Linked DNA regions of Mus musculus: region 2 is linked to region 1. The links are chromatin contacts, called in public Micro-C maps. All regions are on one chromosome and are shown on one strand. The core of a region is the stretch at or near the end of the contact, and the rest is flanking DNA. Distances in the headings are between cores, read along the strand shown. Region 1 overlaps Ebf2 (early B cell factor 2). Region 2 has its middle 43 kb from the start of Cdca2.

What was found. A called contact is a pair of places that touch in the nucleus more often than the background predicts.
Region 2: a contact with region 1 is called in a Micro-C map of brown adipocytes, with 2.6 times the contacts expected there. The contact joins two enhancer-like sites. A contact is called at or near these places in 6 of 39 promoter capture datasets (the 3T3-L1 cell line, 3T3-L1-derived adipocytes, hippocampal neurons and 1 more), 24 of 484 Hi-C or Micro-C datasets (3T3-L1-derived adipocytes, the C3H10T1/2 cell line, MC3T3-E1-derived osteoblasts and 18 more), 3 of 115 datasets of contacts at active chromatin or transcription factors (astrocytes, fibro-adipogenic progenitors and heart atrium) and 3 of 9 other capture datasets (embryonic stem cells, embryonic tail and embryonic trunk).

The regions. Positions count from the first base shown.
Region 1 is chr14:67,353,425-67,360,268 of GRCm38.p6, reverse strand. The region is part of intron 6 of Ebf2 (early B cell factor 2); the gene reads right to left. 4930438E09Rik (RIKEN cDNA 4930438E09 gene) reads left to right here. Exons shown (of 6, transcript NR_045961.1): 4 at 3,519-3,620. Among named protein-coding and RNA genes, the nearest start is that of 4930438E09Rik, 41 kb to the left of the region's middle. Within about 2 kb of position 2,503, at least 25 of the 459 cell types and tissues checked have an H3K27ac peak or open chromatin away from gene starts, as enhancers often do. A contact at or near this core is called in brown adipocytes, where this site is marked.
Region 2 is chr14:67,669,103-67,675,946 of GRCm38.p6, reverse strand. It overlaps a transcript of Cdca2 not described here. Among named protein-coding and RNA genes, the nearest start is that of Cdca2, 43 kb to the left of the region's middle. Within about 2 kb of position 2,951, at least 20 of the 459 cell types and tissues checked have an H3K27ac peak or open chromatin away from gene starts, as enhancers often do. A contact at or near this core is called in brown adipocytes, where this site is marked.

The DNA of each region.
Region 1 (6,844 bases), core at 1,254-3,753:
GAAATGAATCTCGGGTTCTCCTCTTGGCCCAGACAGGAAGCCAGGCCCACACTCTTAGGTCAACCCTGCCCGCCCGTATCCATGAAGACCATTTACACCAGGGGCCTCCTCTCCTCATCTGGAGAAAGAGGTTCCATCAGCTACCTCACAGGGCTCTTGAACAACTAACTCGAGTGCAAAAATACATCTTTTGGGAACACTTGGGAAAGGCTGTAACAATTTTCGTGAGCTCAGGGTCCCTACTGCTGAGTAGGCCTTCTGGTCAGTCCTGTTGAAAGAGATTAAATGATTCACCAAAAAATGTTCCTAAAACTTAAACAAAGGTGTCGGGGAAGGGCAGGGAGTGTGCCGCTAATTGTGGCTGCCTGGAAGGAACACTGGTTTAACAATGCTAATAAAAAACAAACAAACAAACAAACAATGCTAATAAAAGACAAAAAGTATCCCTTAAAAAAATTAAAAAACGAGATTCATGAAAACTCATCTGGGTGTGCAGGACTTTCTGTGAACTGTCTCATATGTCATTTTGAAAAACTGGAATCTAGTTTCTTTACAGTTCAGACTAGGAGTGTATCTGGTTTTTTGGATTTTCTTTTTTCTTTTGTTGAAACAGAGAAATGCTTACTGGTTAAACTCAAAGGGTGAAATGTAAGCCCCCGGGCTTCCTCCATGAAGTACTGGCCTGAAGAGTCCTGGGTTCTATGGAGCAGACCTGAGAGTTGAAAAGACTTACAGGGTTCAAGTCCTACCTATGAATGGGCAAGAGGCTTTGTTTAGAGATTTTTTTCCCTTCATCTATGCCCAGTAAATCTTAAATTATATACTCATAGGAGAGAGTATATTCCTCTGAGAAGAAGCCGTCTTGACTATGGAGTTAGCTCCGTGTGCGTCATCCCTGGGCAATTGTTAGAGGGAAGGAGAAACTGAAACTGTGAGGCATCGAAATGCACAGCCATAAAATGGTTAGCTAAAGCCATCACTTCAGCTAATGTGTTTCTCCCCTAAAAGAACTTCCTCAGGAACTTCTCTAATTTTAATTTTTACCAGGAGGGTTTCCTTTCCTGAGCAGGGCTCCTCATTTCTTTATCCTTCCAAGCTGCGCTTCCCCCACCCCGACTTTCCCCAGTTCGCACACTCAGGATGTGCGGTTTTTTTAAGTGGGGTTTTTAAGTGGTGACGACAGCAGTCTCAGCTCATCTGGCGAATCTGACAGCAGGCCTCACCTCCAGCCATAGAGACACATCCACAGTCAGTCTCACCTTCAAGCCAAAAAAGGGAAAAGAGAGAATGTGTGTCCTGACAGGTAGCAGGTGGTACATACGGAATTATCATTGGCCATTAACACCAGGTTGGGTATCACATTAGCCACCTTTAGACTGCATTTGCCAACCACATAAAAATATAGGACCGGGTATTTCAATATTCTGCGGCTCCCTTAGCAAAACAGATTCTTCTATTACTTAGAGGTAACTGGCTTTCATTAAAAAAAAAATTTAACTTTTTTTTTTAAAGAAGAACTAAACCAAGATGATATAAAAGTGAAACTGGGACAAAAATCAGGTCAAGAGTTTGATACAAAAGCATTTGGATATGGCTAATAATATTCTAGAGTGTTGTGAGTTTAGGACTCCATGGTCATATTTAGTCTAATGGGACCCGAGCCCCTCAGCCTGCATGAGATTAGAAGAATCATACGTTTATTTTCCAATTTGTTGTACAAACTTTGCTGGCTCTTGGAACCTCTATTCACTCGGCAGGAATTACCAGCTTTGGGAAGGCTTCCAGACCTTAGTACCAAAGCCAGGAACTTCTTTGCCACGCCATGAGAATGTTTGTCCCGGCTGACTCTTTGTTTTGAAAATGGTCTTTAGTAAGCACACAGAGTACTGGGGTTCACTGTGACAGTTCCGCACTTGTGTTGACACACACACACACACACACACACACACACACACAGAGTTCTTAGTTGTCCCTCCCACTGTCTCTCCCTGACTCCCTCTCCCCTTTCCTCCCCAAAGCCAAACTTCAGCTTCGGGCCATGGGTCTCCATCAACCTCCTCTTTTCCTCCTCTCTGTAATTGATACAGAAAGCGGGCTTAGAATGTAGCTCAGTGGTAGAACACTTGTCTGGCTTGCTTGATGTCTTCAAACCAATGCCCAGTATCACAAGCACACAAAAAATATGAGTGGGTTGGCCTGAACTTGTCTCATAGGCGATGGTCTGATAAAGTGGAGAGCTCCTTTGATCCACAGGGGCCTTCGGGGGCCCTGGAGTTTGGAGTGTAGTTGGTAGCCTCTCCCTATGTGGTAAATTAAAAACAAAAACAAGCAAACAAAACCCTTCCCTTAGGGAGTCAGCAACTGACCTGGAAGTGAAATGTCCCAGCCCTTCACTCAGAGGCTTTCTCAAGGAGCAGCAAGTGAGGCCTGGAAGCCTGGGAAACAGAAGCCACCACTCCCTCGGGAAGACACACAAGACCCAGCCCAGGCATGCTGGGAGAAAAGCCACTCTCAACCAGCGTCCTCTGCTGACTCGGGACACCAGGGACCTGACATCGGGGACCTTCCCTACACTCCCTGTCAGAACTACCACTCCTAAAAATGGCTCTGGCCCAACACCATGACAAGGAAATCATCTTGTCCCATGCATGAGTCAGAATGCATTGGCTGCTCTAAATCCACCATGCCTTCTGGAGGACGCAGCCTTGAAATCAGACAGATTGGAACCCTCCGGCTTTTGTTCTTTTAAAATTAGCCCACATCATGCCAGAGGGAACATAAGAAAAGCGCCCCCGAGAGTGGCAAGGACAGTTCCGTGGGTACAAACACTGGCCGAGCTCCTGCTTAGGAGGCAATGCATTCAAATCCGCAACACCCCTGTGAAAAGCAGGGACCAGCAATCCCAGCACTTGGGCGTTGAGACCGGCAGATCCTGGGAGCTTGCTGGCAGCCATCCTAACAGAAACCATGAGCTCTAGCTTCAGCAAGAGGCCCTGTCTCAAGAGAGCAAGAGGGGAAGAGATCCAACATCCTCTGCTGGGAGGACCCACGTGCACAGGCTCACAGGCTCATGCAGTTACATACCCACTGCATACATCACTCATGACATACAAAGACTAACAAACAGCACTAAACAAACAGCTTGATGGCTATCCCATGTCTCCAGATCTTGAAATTTGTTTAAAATTTTGTGTGCATGTGTGTGTGTGCGCGCCCTTTAGCCTTATGTTTTGAGACAAGTCCTCATTGAACCTGGAGCTGACTAAACTGGCTGGCCAATGAGCACCCATAATCCTCCACGGCACTGGGATTACAGGACTAGGTTGCCCTGTTCTAAATAAGTACTGGACTCTAAACTCAGGTCTACATGTCTGTGTGACAAGCAGTTGGATGACTGAGCCATCTCTCAGCCCTATATAGCTATAATATTTTAATGCCGATGTCGCTAATAGATTGATTTTGCTCTTAACGCTACTGTCTTCATCGGAATTCAATGTTTATGTTTTTTTTTTCCTAAGGAGATGAGTCATTGAAAATGGAAAACAGTACCCGTGTCACCTGCATGGTGCATGGTGTTAACCTCCTCTGCCGCCGTGAGTTCATACAGACAGCATAATGAGGTGATGGTGTGATCTACAGGATAAAAATTAAGAGTAAAGGGATAGTGTCCAATTACTACCTATATTCACAACAATCTCTTCTCTGTCTCTCGCCAGCCCACTCTCACCCCTTGTGCGTGTTCCCTCACATGTCTTCCCCGTAAAATTGGATAATACCTCTGAGGGATGCTAGGAGAATTACTTAGGAGCTTTGGGGAAGACTTAAAACACCTTTAAGAACTTTCTGGTGAAATAGCAGATGCTGTTAATGTTCCTAGCATGGCTTCAGCTTTGCAGTAAATAACCACGCCACACTTGGAGAATTGTCTTTCTACTCAGTCAAAACGATCCTCTCCCTGGAGCTTAGACAGGTGACCCTCCACCTAAAGGGCTCTGTTTATTTCCAAAGAATAAATTACACAGGAGGGGAGCACAGTGGAGAGTAATTAAGTTGCAAGTTGAGGAGGGATCAATGCTTACTCTTAAGGGGTTAAATACAAAGCTGATTACATCAGGCAGGGATCCGTGTTCCATATTCAGCTGTAAAATAAATGGGAGTTCCGTGTTTGGAGTCTGAAACATCGCTCAAAAACACTAAATCAATTTAGCGTCAATAATCGCCAGATATATGCTAGATTAAATGAAGCAATGCAGATTGCTTTGTTCGCAAAGAAAACAGGGCCAAACAGTTTTCCTGAGCATAGCTAATTCCCCAAATCCTCTGGTTCCATAACCAGACGTCTGAGCCTGAATTCTGACTCTTGCAGCCTACGACTTGGCACGGGATGTTATAGGTCTAGCTGTTCCGTGCCTCCAACACACACACCGAATATCAGAGCCGCAAGGTGACGCTTAAGCAACCAGCATTAAGTACAATGGTGCCCGCTGGGACTCCCAAACACACCAGACACAAGTGAAACAAAGGAAGCTGTTCTACAGTGTGGAGCTCAGAGTTTCCCAGGGCTCTTTTAGAATGTTTTGGAAACACCTGTTTGGGCCTTGGGGGGTCGGCCTCACTTTCAGACTGCTCTGTTCCTCCAGCCCCGCCACAGCCCTGTAAGCCCAGTCGTTGTCCCAGGGTTCTGATTATAGGATTGGATGGGGCCCTATATCTCAGAGCATTGGCGCCATTTTCACCAAGGCCCCAGAGAACAGTTCCTTCTATGGGAAACTCTGACATCACTCTCCCCCATTCTAAACTCTCGTCATTTTGAAAAGTTACACTCGGGACAAATTTTATACCTAAAGAGACCTGAGGTTGGAGAATTTCTCTTAGGATCTCATAACTCAAGAAAGATTCCCCCCACCCCTGAACAAAAGTATGGGTGAAGAAAATGACCTAGGAGAGGCCATCAGAATAAGATGTTGAATGAAGACAAGGGGTTGTCCACACCCTGGGTCTATCAACAACCTGGGGTGTCTTTCAGCATGTCAAAAGTACATGCAGCAAGGAGCTGGCAGAGAACCAGGAATCTTGGGGGCCTAAAGAACCTCCCCATTTGCCAGTCTTCTACATTCCATTCCCAAGTCACCCTCACCCACCGTTTCATCAAGCCTCAGCTGTGAACACATTTCTTTAGCAGCCTTTTGACATGAGTCCATACTTGAGTGTGCAAGCATGAGTGTTCCTGTGCATGTGTATTTATACCTATGTGTATATGGATGTGTATGTATATACACATGTGTTTTCACGCATATGTATATATATATATATATATATATATATATATATATATATATATACCAAGGTACACAGACATATGCACACACCTGTGTATATGTGTGTGAACACATGTGTGCCTATATGTGAACATGTGTGTGCATTTGTGAACATCATGTGTGTATGTGTGTATATGCACATGTGTATGTGCCTGTATGCTTATGCACCTGTGTGTTACCACAAAACACATAGCAGCTCTTCACGGCATAAGCAACAGGCAGCCAACTCCAGATAAAGAAAACTGTTTTAAAAGCCTGAACAGCTAGCTATGTGACAGTATATTTTAAGGTTCAAATCTGACTCGCTCTGCTCTAGAGTTTAGAAACCCAGGCTCTGCTTATAAATGGTCCTGAAATACAGTTGATATGAGCAGGTATCAGCCCAATTCCCTGAAAGTTTCCCTTTGTTAATTACTTTGTAGGCTCTATCCACTTTCATGCTATTCTTTCTGTCATCTGTCTGTCTATCTATCTATCTATCTATCTACCTACCTACCTTTCTGATTTCATTGTCTCTCCTACCTTGCTGAGTTATATCATTGCAAACTTTCCTCCACTTCCTCATTGATGGTTTAATGAATTTTCTCCAATAGATAGTCAGTTCACAGGGGTTGGGAACATGAGGCAAGAGCTCCACACTTACAGGTATACATTGCCAGGTGTGAAAAGTCTCATCCTGTCCATGAAGTCGGCCCAAACCCAAGGCAGAACAATTCACCTATGGCAGACACTGTTGCAAAGGGCAGATATTTGGGGAACAAAATGTCAGCCCATGAATTCTCACCCTCATTGTTGCCCATACTTTCTAAGTCTGCTAAGAGACATGTCACTGTCTCTTGAATCAAGTGGCAAGCAAATATCTTAGTAAACAGCCTTGAGAGGGAAAGGGGGCCCTGTCTCTGAGTTGCATATCAGTTTGTTTCCTTACCTCAACAGTCAAAAATAAACCCACCATGTCTTCTATTATCCCTTCTCTGGGAATTGGAAGGATGGCTCAGTGGTTAAGAGTACTTGGTAAACAATCATGAAGACCAGAGTTCAGATCCCATCTCCACGGAACAAGCCAAACGCCTTGCTCACTACTCCACTCAGGGAGCACACAGAAGGATGCCTGAGGATTGCTGGCTTCCAGCTTAGCAGAAACAATGGGAGCCCCAGAGGTCAGGGAGAGAGATCCTGTCTCAAAGGAACAGACCAAGAAAGTGACAGAAGACACCTCACACCCTTCTGTGGCCTCCATGTGTGCACACAGGCACACACAGACACACACACACACACACACACACACACACACACTTGTGTGCACACATGCACATCTTTTCTCTCTCTCTCTCACACACACACAAACTCACATACACAGAGGCACACACACCTGTAAACACATGGTATAAAGCTTTCTCTCTCTTTCAGAGGTAACACATACCTGTGTACACATGTATAGCTCTCTCATACACACACTTGTGCACACAAGTGTACATTTCTCTGTTGCACACAGACAGACACACACCTGTGCATACATATGTACA
Region 2 (6,844 bases), core at 1,702-4,201, 320 kb before region 1:
AAGCTCCTGCTGGGCGGCCCATTTCCCCCTCAGAGGTGGAGCTATTTGTTACCGCCTTGGCACCGCCAGGTCTGGAGCCCCTGCCGGGAAGGACTGATGTATTTTACATTAACAGGCAAAGTGAGCCCCAACTTCTTCTGCTCAGGGGCGACTTGTCCAAAACTTTCTTTTATCTCTACAAAATCATTTATGTGCTTTTCTCTCCTGTGTGTGTAGTCACTAAGTCAGGACCACTAAACACACCAAAAAGAGAACGAGTTAACTTGTTTAGAAATGTTTTAGGTTGAGTGAGTTTTAAAAAGGGTGGAGAGTCCCAAACCCAGACTTAGCAGCATGTGTAAAAGGCCTTAGGCTCTCAGGACAGTTTTAGTGTTCACTGATTGCTATTTGCCTCTTTCTCTGTTACGGCTTTGTTAACTCAGCTGCATCTGATGGGCAACAGTTTACAAACTCGATTCTCAAAGTTCTGGCTGATTGTGGTTCAGTTTGTCTAATGTCAACTTGGTACCTACAGTAAAACTGTAAGTCCACTCGACAAATTATGTTCATTCTAAAATGTTTCATTATTAATGAATGGCTTGGCTGATATTTATAGACGTCCCTTAAACCAGTGGTTCTCAACCTTCCTAGTGCTGCAACCCTTTAATACAGTTCCTCATGTTGTGGTCACCCGCCCCCATAACCATACAATTCTTAATGTCTTGTTACTTCATAGCTAATTTTGCTACTGTTGTGAATCATAAATTTTGTTTTCCAATGGTCTTAGGTGACCCCTGTGAAAGGGTTGTTCATCCCCAAAGGGGTTGTGACCCACAGGTTGAGAACCACTGCCTTAGTTTCTTAAAGAATATTAAGGGGCCTAATCTACCATATCTCGCCCGTATCAGATGCTTAGTGTAAAGTTAACTTCTGTGTCTGATCACAGTTGCTACATCCATCCCCTCCCTCATGTCTTTTCATTAATGGTAAACCGAAAATGCTATTTCTTTGCTTTAAATCTTTTTTTTTCTAGAAGTAGCTAACCCTGGATGCTTACCTTAGACTGTCTCTGGTCTTCCTTGATTCTGTCCTTGCAGATATTCTCATTTCTTCCAGAAGATGGCAGTGTGGTTCCTGCAATTTTCCTTCCCTGGGCAAACATGAAGGCCAGGGCTGCTTGTACCTACTGTGGCTTGAACTTCTCTTATATTTTCCCTCAGTTTTTATCAGAAATTGATGAGTATGTGTGGGGAAATCAGAGGACAAATAATTTAAATGAAGTATAAACAACTTTCTGTGTACAGAAACTCAGCTGTCATGCCTCTTCCAGACATCTTGTGCCCATCAAGTGTGGTTTGCCAGTGTTGTCTATACATGCATGCATACACACACACACATGTATTACGTATGTATGGATACATTAGATAGATAGATAGATAGATAGATAGATAGATGTTAATTTGCAGCCTCTACTCCACAGAGTCTCATGACTGTCAGTGTTACTGAGGACAGCCCTGTTGCCCTCAGTCTCTCAGCCTTATGTGGAATTATTGCCTTTGGACAAATGAGGATGTGAGTTGTTTCCTTCTTTTTGGTTCTAGGAGTTGATGACAGAGCTGAAGTGATAGCTAGATTCTCTTCTGTAGATTCTGGAAAGTTCCTCTGACATAGAGCTAGCATCTCAAGTAAACCAGCTTACAAATGCTGACCTTTTGAAAAGAACATACTGTTTGAACTTTGGAAAATGTATATGGTTACACACCACCTTGACGTCAGAGTAATATCATGTCTGACAACCCAACCCTCACCCCTAGCTCTTACAGCTAATGATTTGAATTCAGTTGTACTTTTTGCTTTTTTTAGAATGTCACAGAAAAGGAATCTCAGATGATTGATTGATTGGTCAATCGTTTGTGCCTATGTTTTAAACAGCATAATGCTTTTGAGATTTATCTGTGTTCCATGTTGTAAATGGTTCCTGCTTATTGCTGGATGTCACTTCACTCTGCATATTTAGGTTATAAGATTTGGGGCTTTGTTAAGGATAAAGTTATATACTGTTCAAATGTTTCTTTTTACAAATACACATTCCCGTTCATCATGGAGACTTACTTAGAGCTAGAATCTTGATTTGTGTCTCTCAGTGGCTGGTAACGAACATTTCCCTCTGTTTGCTGTCCTTGTGCCCTTGTCTGTTGGGGTGTCTTACCCAGGATGTTTGTTATTAGTACTGAGTTGAAAGTTTGTTGCATACTTTTTGCATTTTTGCATACAACTCCTTTACTAAGTTTTTTCTTACTAATATTTTCCCCATTCCATGGCTTATTTTTTTGTCTGTTTTCTTGGTATTATCACTTTAAGAAAAGGTTTTCATTTTGTTGAAGTTTGAATTTATTTATTTTTCTTTTCTTCTTTTCTTTAATGATTCATGTCTTTTGTGTCCTAAGGATAGCCAGGCATGGTGTTTCATGTCAGTAATCTCAGCACTGGAGAGGCAGCAATTATTGTGAGTTCAAAGGTAGCCTAGGATATTTAGTGAGTTCTAATCTTTTCCTGTCTGTCTCAAAAGACAAAAAGATAAAAAAAAGACATTTCCCCAGATCAAGAGCACAAAGATTTTTCTAGAAGTTTCATGGTTATATTTCTTGATTCGGTTTTCTATCTACTTGGAGTTCATTTCTGTGTGCCATAGATGCTGGAGTGGCCTTTTGTTTAAGTGGAAATCAGCAGGCACCATTTGTTTAAAAGCTCATCTGTTCATTAAATTGTGTCAATACCTTTGCTGAAATCATGCTCCTGTGTCTGGGCCTTATTCTGTTGGTCAGGATGTTTACCAGTGTCACAGCATCCTGAAGGCTCTTCTCCTTGGGCTGTGAGTTTTATCACTGTTTACTTATGGGGATAGACTAAAAGCTAGCTGAAGCAAAGGGTTAACCAGTCTGGGGGGGGGGGGTGCTTCATCATACCCAGAGTACACTCCCTTTTGGAGACCATGAGTCAGGAGTACAAGCATCCAGAGAAAGGGTGGGAGGCCAGCTTCCCTGGAAGTTTGAGCCCAGTGAAAGTTTACTGGAGTTCATTTGCATCAGGACCTTAGGGCCCTGATCATCGTTTACGATAATTAGCTTTATTTAGACATTGTCTTAAATTAAAGTTCAAAAATAGGTTTGCCTTTTTTTTTAACAAAAGATAAATTTGTTTCATTTATTTTCATAAAGTATTAGAGTTTAGTTTACTATGAAACCTGTCATTCCATGCTTAAAAAGTAACCTTAAGATTTGAAAACTGTTTCTTACTAAACTGGCCAATTTCCCTGCACCGAGTCATTCCAGCGTTCCAGCATTTATTCAGCAACTACTGTGTGTGGGCATTGTTTCTGAAGACTCTGCTCTGTTTTCTCCAAGAGACAAAGTAATGGTGTAGGGCAGGCTTATAAAGGCCTCCCCAGCTCCCTTCTGCCCTCCAGGTGGGACCAGCTTCTGTAGGTCAGGCTGCTCTGCTTCTTCGGAGGATCGGAGGGACCGTCCCTAAGAGGCACATGCTTTACAAACACCCTCTCATTTCTTCTCCTGTAGGCTTTTCTTGTGCATTCCCCCCACCCCTGTTAGGTTTTAACCAGTGAGTACATCTTAGTGAGGCATAAATGTGGAAGACTAGTACAGAATTAAACAATAAAAATATAAAGACACTTCTCTTCTTACACCTTTTAAAATCTGCTGTCACATCTTGGTCTCAGCAAATCCTACTTAAGTCTTAGATCAAGTGAAGTTGTTATTAAACTCAAACAAACACACACACACACACAGAGCAGAATTCTCTCTTAAATTCACTGGAAAATTGCAAGACCTTACATAAAACTGAGCATAGAGTGCCATGACCTAACAATTTCAAATATGTCCAGTATGTCACTTTTGGGCATTCTTTAATCCTTTTCTTTTTTAGTGATTCAGCAATAACCTAATTGTTCAAGCGAGGAGATGAGTAATTATTGTCACTAAATAGACATTTTTTTCTTATGTCTTCAACTGAGGTCAGACCCTAAAGATTATCATCCTAAGAATTTATTACAGAAGTAAGGGATTGGGATTTAAGTCTTTTCTGAAAGTGTCTGTTTTGGTATGTTTAAGCATTATGCTATATATGAAAAGAAAAAAATGAACATAAGAGTCCTAAGGAAAAAACAGTTTGTGTTATATAAGGGCTGGTTGGAACTTTGTCATTAAGATTCCCACTGCCCAGTTGAAAATACCTTCTTTTAGGTCTCTTTACTTTCTCATTTGTCCAGAATGTTTAAATTGAGTGAGTTGTTTGCATTGTGAAGAAAGGATGCTCTGCAGAGCCACAGGCAGCTGGTATTTTAGGTTTAGATAAAGGAAAAAATCTGATTTCCAAAAGCTGAGATTTTGCTCTCTGGGATCTCAAGGAAGCTCTTAGACTTGTTTGTTATTTTCTCATTTTTTTTTGGCCTTAGTCACCTTTAAATTTTCCTGCTTTATGATATTTCTGCTTTGAGAGAGGCACTATCATCTCCAACCACACTGCATCTCCAGTTTTCTGATACCTTGAGTGTGTGGTGGTAAACAGAATTAAATGTCATTTCCTTCACTGAAGGCGCCTTGGGTGTTTACAAAACTGTTCTTTCAAATGTCTGCTTCAAGTATTGAAATAATTTTTTCAGTATGAAATTGACATCAGGCAGTTGAAATTTCCTAGCAGGAACTGAGAGAGTGGTTTTCTTTTCAGAAGGTAAGTTGTATGATTTTCTACCTGACATTTGAACAGATACAGCATGCCTATTTTTCGTTGTTCGTGCCAGTATTGTCTTTTCTTGTTTTAAACTTAAAAACTGAGAATGAAGATTTTAAGAATATTCCCCAACTCAAACCTGAAAAACCTGGTGTTAGTCTTGGGTGGTTTCCAGTGACCCTCTGCCTCCTTCTTCCTGCCCCCTGTGTCGATTTGGAACTGGGCAGCCATTTTTGTTTTTGGAAGGGAAAGGAGACAGATATAATGAATGGCTTTTATTGTGCAATATTTCAAACTCTCTTGAATGCATTCGAATGGGATGGAAACCGTTCTGCCCTGTGTCATAGCCAAAACAAACACAACAGATTCCCTAAACCTGGACGAGTGTTTCTCTCAAACTGGCAACAGAGTTCAGCTCCCAGGACAAGAATTTGGTTTGACAATTTTTAGCCCTTGTTCAACTAAATATTAGGAGAGGTCACAGCCAAAGCAAATACCATGGAGGAAACTTAATGCACATATTTACAGCTTACAGGTAACTCTTTTTTTTTTTCTTAAAATGTTAGAGATTTGTCTTAAAAAATTGCATTTGTAGTGGTACTTTTAACTAGACAACTTTTGCTAATATTTTTAAGAATGAACTGCCTGATAATACTAACTCCCAATGTAAATAATTCCAGAGAGGTCCCAAAAGAGTGATAAATGCTTGAATTTAAGTATTTAAACATTTAGAGACCACTAAGAATCTGAGAATTCTAAGGCCATCAAACCTAGCAAATATGCACTAGAGGTCCCTTGACGTAGCTTTCTATGCCCGCCTCCCCCCCACCGAAGAATCCCCTCTAAGAAGCATCAATGGCTCCTTTATGAGGCAACCTCCAGCCCTGTGTACTGACTCCAGTCACCCCCACTTGCCATTAAGTACCCCTTTGCCTCCGCAGGGAAAAGGTATTGTACATAGTCGATAATTCATTTTGTAATATGCCATTATGCTTCATGACCCTGACAAAGTACGTTTATTATTAATCACAGTAATAACTTGGGATTTATGGTTACTTAGCATCCACAGGTTCTCAGTTTGTGTCTTAACCAAGACGTAGTGGAAACAAATTTGTATGCCAGGCAGTCTGTCGGGCAAGGACTTCAAGCCACCTTTCAGATGCTCCCTTGGAACTGAAAACTCGGATTCCAAGTATTTTGCATAGTACTATCAACGTTTGTGTGAATGGGGAAGAAGGCAACCTCTGATCATCAGCTGCTAACTACAGATGAGTCTCTGCCTGCATCTTGCAGCCTAGCAATGCACTTCCATGCAAAGCAGCAGCTCCCTGAGAACTGCCAGTCCAGCTGCATTCCTGCAGAGGAGCCCAACTGGTATCTTTCAGAGAGACAAAATCTGTAACTTTGGTGTTTAGGTTTTCTGTGCTCAGACAAATGTGATTGCAAGATTCAAAAGGGTGGTGAAAGAACCCCCCAAAATGCCCAGAGTGAAACATTTATATTCCAACTTTAAAACGTCCCTTTAAAAAGTTCTTAGTATCCTTGAGTGACATGGGGCTAATTGGTTTGTTTATCCAAACTCTTGTTATTTAATCTTCTGAGAGCTGTAGGGTTCCTTTTTAATCTAAGTAAACTATTTGGGGATTTTAAAACAATTGACCTCTAGTCAAATTAGAACCATTTAAATCAATCCCACTGTCATCTTTCCCCTCATAAATAACCCTTTAAAATCTTTTCATGTTGTTTTGCAGCCCACACTATACTAAAACATAACAGGACATCATCTAAGAAACTGTCCTGTGTTACCCAAAGTATACAATGAGATGGGACAACTGAGGCAGTAACAGGCCAGAAAGCTTGGGAACCATTGGAGCTGGCTGGCTTCACTACCTTCAGCTACTGCCTGCACCTAGCATGTAGGAGGATCATAAGGAAGTTGGGATCTTAGAACACTGTGGACATTTAATTATTGGCCTTTGAGTCTATAGCTACAGCTGAGTGCCCTGAGTGTCTCAAAAACGATCCAAAAGTATATCTGTTGTCATTAACTAGATGGTGAATGATTTGACACTCTAATGGAATGTTTTGGAGGGTGGGCTCTCAACAGGATCCAGAAGGA